Linked DNA regions of Mus musculus: all the other regions are linked to region 2. Evidence: chromatin contacts called from public HiCAR-type data. All regions are on one chromosome and are shown on one strand. The core of a region is the stretch at or near the end of the contact, and the rest is flanking DNA. Distances in the headings are between cores, read along the strand shown. Region 1 holds the start of Neu4 (sialidase 4). Region 2 holds the start of Fam174a (family with sequence similarity 174, member A). Region 3 holds the start of Thap4 (THAP domain containing 4).

Evidence for each region. HiCAR-type assays count read pairs that join an accessible place to other places.
Region 1: a contact with region 2 is called in a HiCAR-type map of astrocytes, with 7 times the contacts expected there. The contact joins the promoter of Neu4 here to the promoter of Fam174a in region 2. A contact is called at or near these places in 4 of 39 promoter capture datasets (frontonasal cranial neural crest, hematopoietic stem and progenitor cells, hippocampal neurons and 1 more) and 1 of 115 datasets of contacts at active chromatin or transcription factors (astrocytes).
Region 3: a HiCAR-type map of astrocytes shows a contact between it and region 2, with 2.3 times the contacts expected there. The contact joins the promoter of Thap4 here to the promoter of Fam174a in region 2. A contact is called at or near these places in 1 of 115 datasets of contacts at active chromatin or transcription factors (astrocytes) and 2 of 9 other capture datasets (adipose tissue and pancreatic islet).

What each region holds. Positions count from the first base shown.
Region 1 is chr1:94,018,237-94,022,070 of GRCm38.p6, reverse strand. Neu4 (sialidase 4) reads right to left here and starts at 1,578. Exons shown (of 4, transcript NM_173772.3): 1 at 1,455-1,578.
Region 2 is chr1:95,311,456-95,315,222 of GRCm38.p6, reverse strand. Fam174a (family with sequence similarity 174, member A) reads right to left here and starts at 1,595. Exons shown (of 3, transcript NM_026321.4): 1 at 973-1,595. The coding sequence starts at 1,406.
Region 3 is chr1:93,752,477-93,756,480 of GRCm38.p6, reverse strand. It overlaps Thap4 (THAP domain containing 4), which reads left to right and starts at 1,643. Exons shown (of 6, transcript NM_025920.3): 1 at 1,643-2,024. The coding sequence starts at 1,948. Atg4b (autophagy related 4B, cysteine peptidase) reads right to left here and starts at 1,576. Exons shown (of 13, transcript NM_174874.4): 1 at 1,427-1,576. The coding sequence starts at 1,436.

The sequences.
Region 1 (3,834 bases), core at 329-2,828, 1.3 Mb after region 2:
CTGATACATATGCAGCTAGAGACATGAGTTCCGGGGGGTTCTGGTTAGTTCATATTGTTGTTCCACCTCAGCTATTGGATGGATCACAGGGTCACCTGATCATCTTAATGGCGCTTTCTATCTGCCTCAGCCCAGATTTCTCACAACCCATCCCCAGGCCCCTCACTACCACTGTACCCCAAATGTCTATGAATCTGGCCCCTCCCTCCTTTCTAAGCTTCTCCTTTGCTCGGCTAGCTAGTGCTGGGGAGCTGGGCAGAGAAACCATGCCCTGCCAGCTGGTGTGTCCTGGACACTCATCTTCATGGAACTCACCCAACAAGAGTTCTGGACAAAATCAGACCAAAAAAAAAGTTAGGGAGAAGTATTCAGTGTCAACACCTGTGGTATGTGAGACCAGACATCACACAGCAGGGGCAGATGAACCCTGGCACCTACCCACATGGAAGCAGAAGGGAGCTCCAGCAGTCTCCATGGCGAATAGCTTCAGACACAGGAGATGCACAGCAGAACAGCCCTTACCTGCAGCATACATACCCCCAAGTAGTTCTCATAAGCGCCAGAGAGATTACCAGGGGACGGGGTCGATCAAAAGGCAGAAAAAGAAAAGCCAAGAAAAGCAGAGAAGCCCTAGCTTAGCCCTAAGTGGATTCCTCCCTGTCAGAGCAGGGTCAGTGTGAGGCTGAGAAGGTAGAGGATTGGTGGACAGAATTCCAGAACTGGGAGGATGCGGCGAACAAGGAAGGACTAAGGCCTCCCCTCATGATCATCTACTGTCCTGCCTCCTACTCTATACCCTGCCATTTCCTAACCTCACCCACAAGCCAAGGATCAAGTAGGCATCAATCAGTCTCTGTGCGATCAGAAACCTGCTTATGAACACCTTACCCCTTCTTGTCCATACAGCTACCCCCTTCCCCATGCATCCCCATCGGTGGGTCCCTGGACCGAGTGACAGCTAGAAAATACTTCCACATGGAACTGGAGCCACCAGAGGATGGCAGTCCCAGAGAATATTTTCTCCCCACTTAGCCTCCCACACAGAACGACCTATTAGAGGTATGTTGGGGGCATGAACCGAATCTGCCAGAGACTGCTGTCTGATTGGCACCATGGCAGACCAGAAAGTGAGTGTATATAGCTGATGGGGAAAAAGAGCAGCGTCTGCTTTACCTGCAGGACATGAACAGTTAGAGCCCACTGCCATCTAGGCCAGACCACCACCAGCCAAACAGCTCATGGTCAGGCTCCCCAGGCCAGGACATAGCCAGACACACAGCCCACACCAGCCACTCCTGACCAGCCTACCAAGAGCCACACAGAAGAAACTAGCTCAGAACACCAAGAGGAGGCATCTTAGCATAGCACCTGGACAAAGATTAAGTCTCAGTAGGAACTTAGTATGACCTCACAGATTGGAACACAAGATAGACAAGTAGAAGACAGTCACTCACGTAAAGCAATATCAGGCTCCGCAGACCACCGAGGGCTGTGCTGACCACCACTAGAGCCAAGCCTTAGGTCCTCTGGGTCTGCCAGGCACAGTCTGGGCCACAAGCTCCGTGATGCACACTGTCCTGTTCAACCACTAATAGCTCTGGGGCTTCTGAGAAGCCTCCTGTCTCCTAGAAGACCCCAGCTCTGCACTCAAAGGGTGATTGTACCCAAGTAGAAGCAGGTGCGGAGAGCCACGCGTCCGCTCAGACCGAACAGGCACAAGAGAGACATTCTCTGTCTATTTGGATGGTTTCCCAAAGTCTAGGACCACAAGAACTGTGAATTCAGCCTGCTGGGAGCCTGATCCCACTCCCCAGCCTGGAAACAGAGCAGGACCCAAAGAAGCCCCAGATACCCATTGTACATAGGGTAAACTGAGAGCTATGAAGGGGACAGGGCTGTCAAACATTAAAGGCATCCTTTTCTGAGATTGCTCTGGGTTTCCATAGAGACCTCCATCAAAGAGCAGGACCTCCCCCATACCACTGCCCAAATGGCCCATTCAGGAAGTACCAGGGACAGGGATTGTCCAGGAGTACGGTGTTTCTGCACAGACTCATGCCATCCCAAGTGAAGTCTTCCTTAGGTGAAGGATCACCGAGAGAAAATTGAAGCTTTTCAGCTCTGGCAGAAATAGTACAGCTTGACCTGGGCAACCTATTGCCCTAGAACACCAAAGCCAGGCCAGGCCTTTGCCTCACACCCTTACAGACCACGCCATGTTTGAACTTGTCAGCTTCATACCAGGGAAGTCAGATTCCCTTCTTCGGGTCCTTGGCCAGTTAGAAACCATCAGAGATCAGGGGTTTTTCTCTTAAACTCTAATAAAATTGTCTTAGAAATTCCCTGAGTCCATTGTTAAGTTCTTTTGTGAATTTTTTTAAAGATTTATTTATTTTATGTGAGTACACAGCCACTGTCTTCAGACACACCAGAAAAGAGCATCAGATCCCATTACAGATGGTTGTGAGCTACCTTTTGGTTGCTGGGAACTGAACTCAGAATCTCTGGAAGAGCAGCCAGTGCTCTTAACCACTAAGCCATTTCTCCAGCCCCATGAATTTTTAATTAAATTAAATTAATCTAACTAATGAATTGATGAGAAAGAATTTTATAAATTCTTTTTAATGAAACTAAGAGGTCAATGAAGGCATCCCAGTTTTCCCAGTAACATGACAATAATGAAGAGACTCTAAGAATGCTCCTTTTGATGTGTATTATATTGGCAAATTGTGATGTGCAGCGTAAGCTCACTGAGAAATTGGCTCTGGAAGCAGGGCCACCCTTCATTTCAGGAAAGAAAATAACAAAACTGGCCAAGAATGAATGCATTATTGAGAATAGCTGGAGGTAAATCATTTCCAACTGAGGTTATTTTTTTAAGATTTAGTCTAATTATGCATATGAGTATGTCTGTATGTGGGCATATACACATGAGACAACGCATACATAATCATATACAAAGATGGATTTTAAGAGTATATGTGTAAAAATCTTTCACTTATTTTTATAACTTGTCAGGTTTTTAAAAGATTTATTTCTCTCTCTGTGTGTGTGAGAGAGAGAGAGAGAGAGAGAGAGAGAGAGAGAGAGGAGAGAGGACTTGCATGCATGCTCCTGTGGATGCCTATAGAAGCCAGAAGAAAGCATTGGATCACCTGGTGGTGGAGTTATAGGCTGTGTGAGCCACCTCATGTAGGTACTGGAACCTAACCCTGATCCTCTACAAGAGCAGTATGTGCTTAATGGCTGAGCTCTCTCTCTAGGTCTCATTGTCAATTTTAAGTTAGACATTGGTTTGATTTTTTTTCCCTCCCATAGTGTTAAGCAGTTAAAATCTCAAATTGATCTTGGTGAGGTTGTCTAGGCTTAAAGAAACAGTACAAGGGTGCACTCAAGCTGTGCTTAGTAGGGCTGACACCCAAAAAAAAAAAATGTTGTCAGTGAGGGATCTGAGGCAAAGCTGTGCATTGTTAGCCACCTGAAATGTTCTCCTACACTTTTGGAGACCTCGGCTCATGGGCCAAACTGGGATTTGGGGCTTTAACACTGATGGGAATTTTAGTGCTAGTTGGTATAATGAAGATATTTTTAGTATGGACTTAGGCACCAGGGTTAAGATAAAAAAAGCCACTCAAGGGGAAAATAGGTGGGAATACAGTTCCCAAAATAAAGTGCTTTTACAAATGAAAAAGGGTTTTTTAAATTTTGTTTTGTTTTCATTAATGTATTTACCCATTCACTCCACATCCTGATGGAAGCCCCCCTCTCCTCCCATCCCTCTCTCATATGGCCCATCCTCTTCTCCTCTGAGAAGTGGGGGGGGGGGGGGTCTCC
Region 2 (3,767 bases), core at 346-2,845:
AATTTCAAGCCTTACCAGTAAATATTTTGTATTTCATACACTTGTAAGAGAATGTGTTATTTGGAAAACAGATGTAAAGTAGGAGCTAAGGAAGACTTGTAAAAAAAACAGATTCCATAAGATTGTTTGGGCGACACAGAAACACCGTACCATTTTAATCAACCACTTAAGACACGCCATGTTGGCTTTCCATTTACAAGTACTTATTTTTTAAAAATCCACATTTCGTTTTGAGGATTTAAGGACATTAAGTAACGGTAGTGTGTAGTTATGGGAAAGTGTGAAGTAATTTGGAAAACAGGAAATAAACAAACCAGTACAGATCTCACAAAATACCATCTGCTCTCATTTTAGGGAAAGGGAAACCACAGTTGTTCTCTTGGCTAGCTAGCCCCTTCTGCTTGGGGGTCTTCCTCTATGTGACACCTCTCCAGAGATGTGGCGCCCAATTAATTGAGGACAATTTAACTTTGGGATAGATTAAGGGCACCATCTAAGAAACATAATTGGCAAGTTTTGCAAAAGTGAAACATCCAATCAGGACTTTGTGCGCTACTTTTATGGTACCCTGCCTCAGAAATAGGAGTGCATTCTAACAGGCAAAACGTGTTAGTTACACCAACTGCAGAGTAGTGAGAGAAGTATTTCACCGCACTGTAATCAAAATTCCTGGGGATGGAAGAGCACTTCTACTTCAGGGTCTGTGAAGGCAGAGGCAAGCCTCAGAGAGCAAGATGCTGAGGTTAGGCTACTGATTTCTAAAGGAAAGGCAACAGCTTGTGTCACCAGCTAAGGCAGCACAGGCCATTAAGACAGCCAACCAGATGGTCTTAGATTCCAGTTCCTGACGCTGGGGCGGGGGCAGGGGTTAAGTCAAGCCCAGGTCACAGACATTGTCCCTGCTTCACGGAGCAGGTCACCTGTCAGCCAGGTCTAGGCTGCAAGGGGGTGCCCATCGAGGCTGTGCCTCACCTGACGGTCCTGACCACGAAGTACACCAGCACCGCGGCGCTCACCACCACCAACACGGTCAGGGCCCGCTGGGTCATGGGTTTGTCGCCAGGACTGGGACTCACGGCCAGGCTGCCACCCTGGGAACCTTCTCCGGCCTTCCCTTCGAGGCCGTCCGCCTCAGACCCCGCCCCGGGGATGCTGTCATTGCGGCTCTCCGCGCCTGGCAGCCCGGCAGCATCAGACTGAGCTTGGCCCCGAGGCTGGGCCGCGGTGGGGCCCGGAGGAAGCGGCGACAGCGTGTGCGGCCCGGGCTTGGGAGACTTGGACTCCTGCACCTCCCTGACCACCATCGACGGTACCGCCCCGGACCCGCTCAGAGCGGGCAGCAACAACAACACGAAGGCCGGAGCCAGGAAGTGGCAAGGCCCGGAGCAGCCGCGCGGGGTCGGCATGGTCTCCACGCCGGCCTCTCAGCACGCCGCAGCCGCCGGGCCGGCCTCCCGGTCCGCAGCGCCGACCATGGGCGCGCCGGAACCGCAGAGCCGACTCTCCGGAGGAGAGCGGGTGGCTGAGACTGCGCCGGGTGGCTTCGGCGGCGGCGGCGGCAGCAGCCTGCCGGGACAACCGGAAGTTCGTACATCCCCGCAGCCACTGCTGCTACGGACGCCTCCGGTTGCTAATATGTAGGGGCGGGCTGCGCTCAGTGACGTCAGAGGTTCGAGCCTATTGCGCACGCGTAGCTGTGGGACGCTCTGAGAGGTCCCAACTAGGTTTTCCATGTTTCAGGAGTGTTCCTAATAGTGAAAAGGCTTGGGCCAGAGTGGGTAACCTGAACAAGATGAACAGTTATGCCTACAGTTCTTTCCAAGTGGGGAAACGGGAGCAATAGGAAACTCGATTTAATTTCCTTGATGTCAAACTTCATAACTACATCTAATCAGTAAACACTTCCTCTCAGTTCCCTCAGGAGGATCACAAACTTTAAAGAGAGCTTTTTCTAGCTGTAAGGGTATCGACTATTCTTGGAATCCCTTTCTTTGGAAAATGTAAAGTTGTTTATTCAGGTTTTCCCCCTTTAAAGTGTAAATATTTGTAAAAACCTCTCTTGTCAATTTCCAGAGACCTACAGTCATCCTTTTGAAATAAAACCAACAAGAAAATTGTGCCCCTGTTAACTAGTTTTTGCTATGGGCTGCCTCAAGCTGCAAAACTATCCCTGAACTTATGGAAGAGAGAAAGTTTGTATATTACCTTAGCAAATACCTGGGGCTGTGATCTGCCTACTCTAGTTTACTTTACAGAACTTGAACTCCAAATTTAGTTCTCTTACATTTGAATAATGTTGCCTTTATCTAAGATTTCCATCAAGTAACACTGAGAAAAACCAGACACCTGCCTGGGGCATTGGAGCATGGGTTGTGTATAAATATGATTAGTTCTTTCTTGAGCTTTCTTTCAGTCTATTATAAACAGATTTTTTAAAAGGCTTTCTCAGACATCTGTCAAGAGTCAGCTGTTTAAGGGTCTGGAACTGCAATTTAGTCCATGTCCTGGAAACTATTAGGATTACCCTGAAGACACTGCAGTAGCTATAGAGGACCTCTAAAATCACAGCTGAAGACATGTTCTAGACAGCCTGTTCCAATCTTAAAATGCAGAACGTCACAAGACAGGTATCTGTGAATTCTACTTAATTTTGCAGGCATTTTCAAACAAGAGCTGAAGTATTTCCCTTGTGAGGGTTAACAAAACTTCATTTTATGCTAAGCATCCAACTTGGTACCCATTAGCCATTTGTCTCTGACTCCAGTCCCTTGAAGATAAGCTCCCAGTAACCTGGACTCAGTGACCACATACAGAAATGCACAGCCATGGCATTATGATATGACTAGCTGCTTTTTTAATTGTGTAATTTACTTATGCAGATACCCAAAGATTGTTTGGCCTTGCCCACGTAAGCTTGGCAGAAAAGACCAGTATTTGGTTATTTGCATAAATATTGAAGATCTTGTGGTTTTGTCTTTAAAAAGCCTTTCCCCATACCACTCCTCACAACATGCATGAGCTTGGGCTTTAAGACTATTGCCCTGCTAGCAGATAATCAATGCATCTTTTAATTATAATGTAATTGACTCTATAGTATTTTCCCGAGGGGTCAAAAAAGCCTCCATAACAACCTCTTGGCCAACAAGAGATCTCTGGTTGATACAAACATAGTTCTTCATTCTCAATAGGTGTTGTGCTATAATTTGTGCAGATACACTGTCATTTGCCCACAGGTCTGCTGTAGTCAGTATAGACATTCTTGTAACACCTGTTTTTTTGTTTTGTTTTGTTTTGTTTTGTTTGTTTTGTTTGTTTTGTTTTGTTTTGTTTTGTTTTAATAGATGGTTGAGGTCACTTTTTGAGCCACCAGGAGAGAGTCTTCTGTGTTGTCCCCAGTTTTTGCAATATTGGGCACAGTAGCTTCCTCTGTATTTACCTTTCCTTGTTGAATTTTTTTTCTTTGTCACTATTGGTGCTGGATGAACTATAAAACGATCAAAGGCAGAGTCAAAGTAAGCGTGGTGGTTTGAATAGGTTTGGACCCCATAGACTCATGTGTTTGAATGCTTGACCACAGGGATTAGCATTATTAGGAAGTGTAGCCTTATTGGAGTAGGTGTGGCCTTATTAGAGAAAGTATTATGTTACTGTGAGGGCAGGCTTTAAGGTATATTACCTTGTTTTACCAAAAATACACCATTATTATTCTTAATTTACAACTAAGAAAACTGAGATAGAAGATAATTTTGCTAAGACAGGTGTGTCTA
Region 3 (4,004 bases), core at 394-2,893, 1.6 Mb after region 2:
TAACCAGAAGCAACATTACAAGGGTGGTGGGAGATCAGAAGGTAGATCATAAAATGCCACCCAGAATTATATCAGGAGAAAAATTGCACCATCATACTGTATTTAAAAAAAAGTGTTTTATCACCATTAACACAAGTCTTCAAACACAGATGTCTTTTGAGTTTGATCTCACAGCAGCATTAAACACCCACTTAATTTCAGCATTGGGGATGTACAAGCAAGCAGATATATTTCTGTGAGTCTTGGGTCAGCATGGTCTACATATTAGACAAGACTAAACAGTGAGGCCTTGTCTTTAAAAAAAAAAGTGGGGGAGAGGATAATTAAGTAATTCAATGTATTATCCCATTCCACACCTCCAAGAGGCACTGTGGTGTGACAGCTTCAGTTATTCATTCTAAAAAAAAAAAAAAAATGAATTATCTTAAAAAAATATACACCTGGCTCATGCATCTTGGGGAGTCAACGTTCCTGCTTCCTCCAGCTACGGATGCCATAAACTGCTGAAATGTGTATTAACTGTAGGCATTACTCCCAAGTAAGAGCCGACTACTTCTCTAACACAGCTGTCAGAAGAAAACCATCAAAAGCAACGCCATTCAAGAAAAGTACAATGAAATCAGGTAGCAGGACTCCTTCACAAAGGAGTGGATTCTTGAAGGCAGGTCGCTCTTAAATTAAAAAAAGGAAAAAAGAAAAAGAAAACCAAAAAAAAAAAAAAAAACCCGCTAACGCTGCTGAGGGAATGAGAGAACCTCTGTTGGGGGTGGGGTGGGGTGGAATGGGGTGGGGTGGGTATTTTTAGGGCTATTAGCAAACAACTTATTTGATAGATTTGCATCTCCAAGACTTCTGGCCAACATAAACAAAGAACCGCACTCTCCAGCTTCAGAAGCAAGAGTCAGTTAAAAACAAACAAACAAACAAACAAACAAAACCCACCCACACTTAACCCAGTATTAGGACCTCAAGAAGTCAAAGTAGCATGTGACTGATCCGCTGTCAGAACAGGAGCGGGGCTCACCTACACAGGTTATTGAACTTCAAAGACAAAAGATGTGCATGTTGTGGTAGCTGGACCAGCGGCCAACAACTTGACAGAAGTTAAAGAGGTCGGCTCTTCAATGGACACCGCAAGGCCCACCCTCGCGGCGCACCGGTCCTCTCCGGGCACCAGGGTGCCCGCGTCCTGATGCGTCCCTCAGACTCCCTGCCCTCACGCCCGCAGCCGCGAGCCCACAGGCTGGGACGCTCCCCGAGGGCCGCGGCCGAGCGCCGGAGGCCGAGGCGCTGACGAGTGGCCCCGCGAACCCGGTACTGAGCGCTGCGGGGAGGCGCGGCCCGCCCAGCCCAACACACCGGCCTCCGCCCCAGCGGGCGGCCACGGGAGCCCGCCCGCGACAGGGCAGGCGTCCGCCCTCCTTACCTGCGTCCATCTTCCCTGTCCGGCTGCCGACTGACCGTGCCGTCGCTCCGACGGACTACTGCGCGACACGGCGACGGGAAGCCGCGGCAGCCAAGCGCGGCGCAGCGGAAGCGCGGGCGTCGCCATCTCGCCGTACGGCGGTGGGCACGCGGGGGGTGGGGCCTCGGCGCGTGTGGTTCCTAACCGGACGCGGCCGCCCCGCCCCCGGCCCGCGCCGCCGCTTCGGAACACCCGGGAGCCGGCCCGAGCTGCGCTCCTCCGGCGCCGCCATCTTTCCGTACAGACAGCCACCCGCGCATGTCTCGGTACGGACTCACCGCCCGCTGCGGCCGCGACGCCGGCGCCGTGGCCGGGCAGTCCGAGCGCAGCGTGGTGCGGGCGGCAGCGCGCAGCCATCTTGCCGTACGGCTCGGCCGCGGCCCACGTCCCGAGCTGTGTCGCCGCGCTCCCTCGGGGCGGGTCGGGCCAGCGGGCGGGCGGCAAGGATCGGAGCCTGGCGGCGCTCACGACCGAGGCCCGCAATGGTGATCTGCTGCGCGGCCGTGAACTGTTCCAACAGGCAGGGCAAGGGCGAGAAACGCGCTGTCTCCTTCCACAGGTACGCGGCCCGCCTCCGGGTCCGCCACGCCCCCGCCCTGGCCGGGGCCCGCGGGGAAACTGAGGCCGCGCGGCGGGCCGAGCTCCGGGGACCGGGAGTGGGGGGCCGGCTAACCGAGGGTAACTGTGGGAGGTGGACGGGTCGTGGAGCTTTATGACCTTGGCTTGGACCGCCGGCTTTGGGGACCAGCACGGCCATGCCTCGGGCAGAGCGGCCGGAGGCCCCCTCCGCCACCTCCACCAACGGGCGTCGCACTGATTTGGGCTGGCCCTGCCAATTTCAGGAGTATTCTGCAAGGGCGCCTTCTCAGGTTAATCCTGATCTTTGCTTTCGGGCAGTTCTCCACTCTTGCCTCGGCGGGGCAAGCCCGCCCGGAGGTGTGTGGCAGGAGTGCGGCCCGGCGCACGCAGCTCTACTTCCTGCATCCATAGCCCTCATCGCCTTCCTATGGGGTCCTGCGGCCCAGGCACTGGCACCGATCACCTCCCGCATCCTGCACTCTGGCAGAGGCCCGGGGGATGACCGTGGAAAGGGCTTTCCAGGGGGTTCTCGGTGGCCCTTGTGCGGGCCGCGCCTTCCAAAGGCTTTCGAGACTCCCTCAGTTGGTCCTCTCCTGTGATTTCCAACAGGAGTGAACAGCGAGCGAAGGGACTCTGCCTTGGAAGTCACTTCGCACATCCTGCCACCTCTTAGTACTTGGTGTTAAAATTTAAAGATGGGAATGGCACGTATCTGTTGAAAGTTCACAGGGTTACATTAAGTCTCCAGTCCTTAAGACCTGGTTCAAAACAAAACCTAGTAACGTTAAACAATCTTACAAGTCAACCAGAATGTTTCCGTAACAATTTCACATAGAACATGCCCCAGAAGTTTTGTTAACAGTTGAAAATGAGGCAGTGTTGCAAGGACTGATGTTGGCTTCCCCATGTTCTAACATGGTATATGGGTAGACAGTGCCCAAATTGGGGCGGGGAAACTCCAGAAATCTAGCTCACTAAACACTGATAAAGGTTATAAGATCACATTGCTTACAACGTCCAGATCCATCCTATTAAGGCCAGTCTTGGTCCACAGCAGGTTCCTCGAGACTGGAAAAGCTCAGGTGGAGCTCTGAGCACCTGAGAAAGCCTACCATGTGTAGTCAGTTTGGTCTCACAAATCTTGCCTTAAGTGACCATTAAATAGCTTCATTAGATGAGGGAAGAAATTACTAAGCATGTTATTGAACATCTAATTTTTTTTTCCCAGTTTTCCTCTTACGACGTAAAATACTACATAAAATTTACCATTTTTGTCTTTGGGGTGTTTTGGTGTGTGTGCACAGGCACGTGTCTGTGTGTGTGTTTTGAGACAATGTCTCATTGAATTGCCTTGTTGGCCTACATCGCATTGTTTTAGTCTGCTGGTCTTGTAGACGTCCTTCCTCTGCCTCCCAAGCTCGGGAAATACTGGCATGAGCCACCAAGAACAACTGGGTTTTTTGTTTGTTTGTTCTGGTCTTTTCAGAAATCTGCCTGCCTCTGCCTTCCAAGTGCTGGAATTAAAGGGGTGGGCCACCACCACCTGGCCTTGGATTGTTTGTTTGTTTTCTTTTGAGTCAGTGTCCCTTTCCATAGCCCTGATTGTTCTGGAACTCATTTGTAGACAGGCTGGACTTGAACTCTCCTGCCTTTGCCTCCCAACTGCTAGGATTAAAGGTTTACACTACCACCCTAACCTATGACTGACACATTCAGCATAACTTCCCAAAGGTTTACCCAGGCTCCTAAAGGAGGTTTTGCTGCCTACTAAGAGAAATACCTAGGCGAGACATACAAAGTACTCCTACCAGGGAGCCATGCTCCCTGCTCTTTTTTCTGTTCTGTTCTTTTCTTTTCTTTTTTGGTTTTTTTTTTTTTTTTTTTTTGGTTTTTCGAGACAGGGTTTCTCTGTATGGCCCTGGCTGTCCTGGAACTCACTTTGTAGACCAGGCTGGCCTCG